Regions from separate parts of the Danio rerio genome. Here region 2 is linked to region 1. The links are chromatin contacts, called in public HiChIP or PLAC-seq maps. All regions are on one chromosome and are shown on one strand. The core of a region is the stretch at or near the end of the contact, and the rest is flanking DNA. Distances in the headings are between cores, read along the strand shown. Region 1 overlaps bcas3 (BCAS3 microtubule associated cell migration factor). Region 2 holds the start of tbx2b (T-box transcription factor 2b).

The links. HiChIP or PLAC-seq counts read pairs in DNA pulled down with a chosen protein or histone mark.
Region 2: a contact with region 1 is called in an H3K4me3 HiChIP or PLAC-seq map of embryo, with 12 times the contacts expected there. The contact joins the promoter of tbx2b here to the enhancer-like site in region 1. A contact is called at or near these places in 6 of 18 Hi-C or Micro-C datasets (caudal fin, embryo, hematopoietic stem cells and 1 more) and 2 of 4 datasets of contacts at active chromatin or transcription factors (caudal fin and embryo).

The regions. Positions count from the first base shown.
Region 1 is chr15:29,545,838-29,549,673 of GRCz12tu, forward strand. It overlaps bcas3 (BCAS3 microtubule associated cell migration factor), which reads left to right. Exons shown (of 24, transcript NM_200622.1): 16 at 3,213-3,363. Among named protein-coding and RNA genes, the nearest start is that of bcas3, 110 kb to the left of the region's middle. Within about 2 kb of position 1,849, at least 3 of the 62 cell types and tissues checked have an H3K27ac peak or open chromatin away from gene starts, as enhancers often do.
Region 2 is chr15:29,848,915-29,852,750 of GRCz12tu, forward strand. tbx2b (T-box transcription factor 2b) reads left to right here and starts at 1,865. Exons shown (of 7, transcript NM_131051.1): 1 at 1,865-2,635; 2 at 3,474-3,741. The coding sequence starts at 2,274. It overlaps si:ch211-229g11.6 (a long non-coding RNA gene), which reads right to left and starts at 1,583. Exons shown (of 2, transcript NR_170084.1): 1 at 1,043-1,583.

The sequences.
Region 1 (3,836 bases), core at 599-3,098:
AGGGTTTCATTTAGACATGTCTGAAATGACACTGCAGCGTTCATGACTGGGAGGAGAGAATACGCTTCCCACTTACCCATAAGTAAATTGACATGATCAGATTACGTGCTCCTGATCAGAGCCACATGCCGAGGTGCATTGATTGAGTCTGCGGATGCCTTCCTGTTCATCTTCTCATGCACCGTTTGCGAAGTCTGCTCGTCTGAGGTGAAACATCCTCACACACACACATACACAGATTGCCTTGCAAACAAACCCTCTCACATATGGTTTGAGTAAGGCTGTTATCTGAGCCACAGAAGAGTGTAGATTCCCACTGTCACCAAGGTGCTCCTCTGATGAGCTGTAAATGCTGACATGTTGTAAACTATTGGATCTGATTTCAGACAGCCTCGTAGCGAGATGTTCGTATGTAGTTTGGTTAATAAATTACACGCATGAGAACGCGTTCTTTGTTCTATGCCTATAATGCAGCAATGAATAAATCTGCAATAGCTTGTAATCATGCAGCGACTTTTGCAGTGAAATCAGCACATGGAACGAGGAGGAAACAGAAAATGTACGATTCATGTCTCATGGTGAAAATTTAAGTGTGGCACGAAGTCTGCTTGTAGTCAGGAAGTTTCATATAATGTTTCTGCTCATTAAAGCCAATGTCGTGCAATCCTGAAAACTTTGAGGAGGGGGGAAAAAAAGCTCTGCTGTCACTTTAAAAGCACTCTCGTTCACCAGCAGTCAGGGAAAAGACTGGCAGTTGGCCATTTTCACATAGGCTGGCTTGACCCCTCTGTGAAAGCCTGAAAATAGCAGCTAGCAGATACTGTAAAAGCAGAGGCAACCAGAAATGGCTTTTCCACCAAAGTCTGATTTCTTTTGAAAACACTAAATCTTGTGAAGTTTATTTTCTTTGCAGCATCTGTGTTTTATAATGGTCCTTTTAATTTGTTTTCACTTTGTCCACAGGGATTGCTTTTATCCGGCACTTTCTGGCCTCTCCTTTTACTTACTTTCCTTTTTTTCCCTCCACCTTCCACTTGTAGTACTCCTCCTTTGAAAGTGTGTATTTTAATAATGATAGCTCTGGGAATTGGCACAGGCAGGCTTGACATGACAGCGCCTTCCCCCTGAGTGCGGCGGTACCGCCATTGTTCCTTTTCCTCTCCACTCATCCCTCTATTTTTTTCTTCCCCTCTTAATCCCAATCTGCTGTGAACTACGCTCTTACAGGAGCATGTCTGGGAAACCTGGACAAGCGCGAAAGACATGAATGGGTAAAACAGAATATATATCAACCTTTTCCCAAACAGGGAGAGAGCAACATTTTTTTCTGTTCTTCCGCAGATGCTCCTAAAGCCTGGTCATTTCTCAACGACTGACACTTTGGAACGTCGTGCAATATTTTGTCCCCAGGCACGTTTCGCGCATCGGTGCCTGTCGAGGTCACGTTGTTTATTTCACTTCAGCGTTGGTGTGGACGCTGTTTGCGTAGGAATGTTGTTTTTTCTAGCTTCTGGTGTGCAAATCGACCAAATAACGAATGGAAAGCGTCAGTTTAAATGGATCGCTTGTGTTCATTGCTTTATCAGATGCAAATAGAACAGCTTGAGGGGGAAAAACAAGATATCAGTGACAGGGCTGGCCAGGTCTGTGCCATTAGAAGAAAATGCAAATGGAGCGGAGTGAGCTCGAACAGAAGGGTCAGGTGACAGAGGGCGACCCGGCCGGCCTCTTGGAGTTAGACCTGCGACGGCTGTGGATTTGCATTGATGGATCTTCTTTCCATTGGCTTGTCATGTATCACTGCGCAGGCCATCACACATGAGTCATTAATCAAATGACGGCTCCATAAGCAGGATCGTTTTGACTGGCCAGGCGCCTTGCCTCTCTCGGACGTGCCATTCTTGAGGGTTTCGTCCAAGCCTGCCACACTCTGGTTTACGTCATCCGGTGGCTGAGTTTCACATCATCCCGTGCAAGAGGCGTCTGCTTATATATATTTTTTTTGAGGGCTTAAGCTCTGCCGGCGTGACGATGTTTGCATGCGTGTCCGGGTTTTGATTTAGTGTTGGTTCAAACGTGCACAGAGACTGAGTGTGTCCTTCTTGGAAAGATGCTAAATTCATTAAGATTTTTCTTCCTCTACTCCTCGTCTTTGTCCATCAGAAGCACCATCATGGGTTTTCAGGCTGCTTCCTGTTCGAATTCCTTTTCTTTTCTGCTGCTCTTGCACACAAAAGGTGGCTGCGCTTGGGGTGTAGTGGTTTTGAAATGTGAAGGGCCCTTGAGATCCGGGCCCTGTGTGGAATGGCGCAGGGGTTTGTGTAATGTCTCCAGCCAAAGCAGGCCTTTATCGAGGGCCATGAGGCCTAAATGGCCTCTCTTTGGTTAAGCACAAAGACAGCGTTTCTGGGTATTAGAGAGAGACAGAGAGACTGGCTAATGATCTAAAACCCCTCCAACACTGTGGCACGGCCGCTCTCAGCGCTTTTGCCCTCAGATAATCATTGTTTTGTGTCTCAGGTATTTCTCCAACCCCCTGAATACCCTCTTCCTGGCCTTATTACAATGGAAGCAAGGAAAATGTTCGTTGAGATTATTGGGCTGCCCCGAAATATTGTATGTCGAAAGGGGAAAAAATAATGGAGTTAAAAAAACAAAAAAGCCGCACTTCAACTTTGTTTGGAATATTTGAGTACATGCGCACTATATAGTTTTTTGAAGTGCATGGAAGCATTGATCAAATTGATCCCTGTACTAGTTAGACTGAGAAGCAACACATTAAAAATAAAAACAGATGAAGGTGGATAATAAAGAGCAGAGCTGTAGAAACCTTGTGTCTGATTTGTTTTAGTTTCTGAGAAGATATAATAAGTTATGAATTAATCCTTTGTATTTTAGCTGTTGGCCATTCATCACTATTCTTATATTTTTTTATACAAGCATTTAATAAGACTTATTTTTAAAAATTTAATGTCATTTACACACTTAAAATTAATTGATAGCTGAATTTTAAGCAGTCGTTATTTTTAGAATTATTGTAGTATACTAATTTTAATTGCTCAGTGTTGAAAATAGAATGCTTAAAAGAGCAACATTTTATTTCTAAAAGGTTTAAACATATCGTAGAGAAAATGTTCTATCTGTATGGTAAAAAAATAATAATAATAATTTGATTTCAAACTTAAATGTCTTTTTTCATTTTTTTTTTACAGCCAAACTTACCAGCCAAGAATCTTTCAACAACTTCACCAATAACAACATGGGTAACCCACGTCTGTCTTCGTTACCCAGTTTGACGGTTGTGCTACCACTGGCTCAGATCAAACAACCCATGACCTTGGGCACCATCACCAAGCGCACAGGGTGAGTTTCTACACACCATTTAACACTTACATTCACAGACCTTTCACTGTCTATTAAAGAGTAAGTTCACCCAAAAAATGACAGCTGACATTTTTTTAACATTGAAGAAGATTTAGCTGAAATTGCGGTCTTTGTTGATTCATAAAATGCAAGTAAGCAGCTACTGACACTTTGAAAATGATAAAACAAATTTTCATTAGCAATATCCAATGCTCCTGACTACATTGAAGACTTGTGAAGCACAAAAAAGTCTGTACAAGAAACTGAACATTGTTATTTTTAAAAGTGAGTAAAGTGACAGAAAAAGCTTAGTTAAATCATCACATCCTACAAATTAACTGTAAAAGGAAAACATTTCTATGCAACTATGAAAATTAAATTTTGTGAAAAGAAAATCTTGAACTAGAAATACTTTTTGCAGACTTTTTTAGTCTAACTACCTGACCTAGTAGTCGTTAGGTCAGGATCATTTT
Region 2 (3,836 bases), core at 615-3,114, 300 kb after region 1:
AAATCGAAAAACGCACAATTAAGTAATGTAGCAGTGCTCATTTTGGCTGCAAAAATCGGCATTTCGCCATGCTCTTTATTAAATAATAATAATAAAATCAAACTATTATCTTTAAACAACTTTACGTCCAATCCAGTAGACTAAATATCACAAATTGTAAAACTAAATACAAAAACACTTTATTATACGTCGTCGTCTTTGTTAAATAGACACTGCAAACAGCCTATAAAGTTTTTGACCAGCTGTTCATATTCAATTCACGCTGATTTTAACTTCATAACATTTCAGTGCAATATAAGCAATATAACAAATATAAGCTTTCGGATCCTGTATGGCAAAGAAAGGGTTAAACATACAGCCTGTCATCATGTTCTGCTGATTTGTATCGAAGTGTAAAAGTGACAACATTCCGCAAACGGTTGAATCTGTCCGCACAAATACAAAGATGCGTTTTGGAAATGCGGGAAGTATTCATATGACCGAAAACTATACATTGATAAGCTAACTTAGTCACTTGAAGACAAAGACGGCAAGCGCAAACCAAAACTTTGGCGTAAAGGCTAAAAGGATTGGAGTGCACTGTTAGAGGATTTTGGAGTAAATATGAACTGACAAGGGACGGTTCTTGCTGCGGTACGTCAGCCGACTGGCGCCAAGCGGCTATCTAACAAACCCAATCCAAGTAAATCTAGAGTCCACGAGTGGATTTCTTAAAGGTATAGACTACGCTCACGGCTCGACGCACTGCTGAAACTACAGGGCGAAAGTAGATGGGGAATAGTGGTCTTGCACTTAAATGCGTTGAGATGTAGAGACGTTTAAGTAACTATATTTCGAGGACAGAGAGGAGCGTGTTGTTTTCGCACACCTAAACACTGCGTGAAAATATCGTCTGCGCACAAAGAAAAATAAAATAAAAAATGCCTTATTATAACGCACTTAACATTCCATAAACACATGTATATGCATATTACCGCATATGGAGTAAATTAAAAGTTAACCGCAGATGCTTGTTAACAGTCAAGAGTAATGCAGCACTCACCAAAATTATCTTTACATTGGTCTTTAGATTCCATCAGCTCTCTTCCTTTTTCTTCATAGCGCGTGGCTATGCGCTTTGAATGACCCGGGGCAGAATTGAAAGTACCAATGTCCGGTTATTGGCTGATGTTCCCCACATGAAGTCAGTCGCGACACACGAACGAAGTACGGAAATTGTTATTCACACAGTGTTACGCTGAATTCAATTCATACGCACAACAAGGTCCTTTGGCTATCAGTGTGCACTTCTGTATCATTAACAAAATACGTACGCGCCACTTCAACATACAGCGAACATGAACGTTGTTTTGTGTGTGCTATTTTATTGACTATTGCGAAAAGTTATCTTCAATTCACGATGCTTTAAATGTGCTTGTAATGTAAAGTTTATAGTATTTGCGCTGATTTTCTCATAAGAGTTTGCAACGTTCTCATTTACACATCAATAATCTTAAGTCTTGGTTGTCTGTGTATCGGAAAGAGTGTTTTGTTCCTCGAACAAGGAGGCATCGTAATTATAAAGCGTAAGCCGACCGAGGTGCAGTCACCACCGGCTAAGCACTGAGGGCTGACCCGGTCCTTGGCTTGGAGACGGGGGTGGGATTTCCCGATCTTTTCTGTCATTGGTTAATATTTTATTCTGTTGACATGTTTTCTTACTGCTAATGCTTCCGACACCTTCTTGTCCACCCCCTCTCCTTGAGCCTGGCCGGAGCTGTCAAAACCACGCCTATAGAGGCCCACAATTGGTCCAGAAAGCGTAAAATCAGCAATCAAGGGGGCTTGGTTCATTAGTGCTGAGATCAGAGCAGGAAGGACATGTGAGATAGTTACAGTTGTACAGTGGACAGGGCAAGATCTAACCATTTCAACTCCGTGTCTGGGTAGAATGACTGCGCTTGAATGGACATCCGCATCGAAAGAGTAATCTGCTTTTTTATGAGAGCAACTGTTGGCGAACAGGAATCCCCAAATCTGCCTTCAAAGCGTCCTTGCGCTCACTTTGACTGATATTATTACGGGGACTTCGTGGAAACTAGCAGCTACGGGAGTTAAAGTGGAAGATCCTACCGCTGTCTGCTCTCGCCTTTTCGCGATACGCATTTTGCCAAAATTGCCTCGCTGCGCTTTTTCTTCTCGTAGTGAGAAGATCTGTCTTCTGGATACGCGCTCCTTTTTAGCCAGAGAACACCTCTAAATATATCTTTTCACTACGTTTGTTGGATGCACCGATGAGAGATCCAGTTTTTACAGGGACTGCGATGGCTTACCACCCTTTCCACGCTCACCGGCCGACCGACTTTCCCATGTCAGCTTTTCTCGCGGCCGCGCAACCTTCCTTTTTCCCGGCGCTGACCTTGCCTCCCGGGGCTCTCACAAAGCCGATCCCGGACCATACCCTGGCCGGAGCCGCGGAGGCTGGGCTCCATCCGGCTTTGAGTCACCACCATCAGGCAGCTCATCTTCGCAGTCTCAAGAGCTTGGAGCCAGAGGAAGAGGTTGAAGACGATCCAAAAGTCACACTGGAAGCGAAGGATCTATGGGACCAGTTCCACAAATTAGGAACAGAAATGGTTATTACGAAATCTGGCAGGTGAGTTCACACTTCATCTGTTAATAGTATTTTGTTGCAGTGTTTACGCGATTGAATGTTGTGATCCTGTGAACGTTTCGTATTTATTCTACAGTAAATTCGCCGTGAATTGCAAGAATAAAAACATAAAATAAAACTGTTTCGCTCGATGTTTAATTCAGCAGGCCCAGTATATTCATTGCTGATCCTCGGATTTATGCATTCGCTGTCGTACAACATTTCTCCATAATTTCCTTATTAATGTCTTGAGCCATGAACTGGCTGACCCAATTATTATGTCAAAGAGGCTGTGGAAATGAATGTCTTACTGTCAGAACAATGGGGACCTCCAAGATTCATCTGCTCATTTGATTTAGGGAAACGAAATGGGGAAAGTACAAGCGATGCGTATTCTGTGGCTAAGCGAAAGGAAAATAGTTGAGGCTTTTTGTTGCTTGCATCAGAATCAACAAACATTGACTTTCATTGAACGGTGTGGTACAGTTAAATTGTGTTTTATTTTATTTCTTTGAAGACAAATGTCCTTGTTGGCCTGTCTATGTTCTGAGGTGTACTATGTAAATATCCTGTCAAAAACATAATATTTGAGTGGCGAGCTAAATAATCTGGAGCCAAGTCAAATAGTAATATTTGGTTTGTTGTTTGTGTATATATATATATATATATATATATATATATATATATATATATATATATATATATATATATATATATATATATATATATATATATACAATGTCATTGTTTGAGTTAAGATAAACCATAACACAGAAATGTAAATGATTTTCCTGACAACGTTAAAAAATACATTCATGGACAAACTTTTTTTTTTCTACAGGAGAATGTTTCCACCTTTTAAGGTCCGCATTAATGGACTCGATAAAAAAGCCAAGTATATTCTTTTAATGGACATTGTGGCTGCCGACGACTGCCGCTACAAGTTTCACAACTCTCGCTGGATGGTTGCGGGGAAGGCCGACCCGGAGATGCCAAAGCGAATGTATATACATCCGGATAGCCCAGCTACTGGGGAACAATGGATGGCTAAGCCTGTTGCTTTTCATAAACTGAAGTTAACCAACAATATTTCGGACAAACATGGATTTGTAAGTAACCCATTTTCTTTAATAGCTGTGTCTGTGTGTGTGTGTGTGTGTGTGTGTGTGTGTGTGTGTGTGTGTGTGTGTGTGTGTGTGTGTGT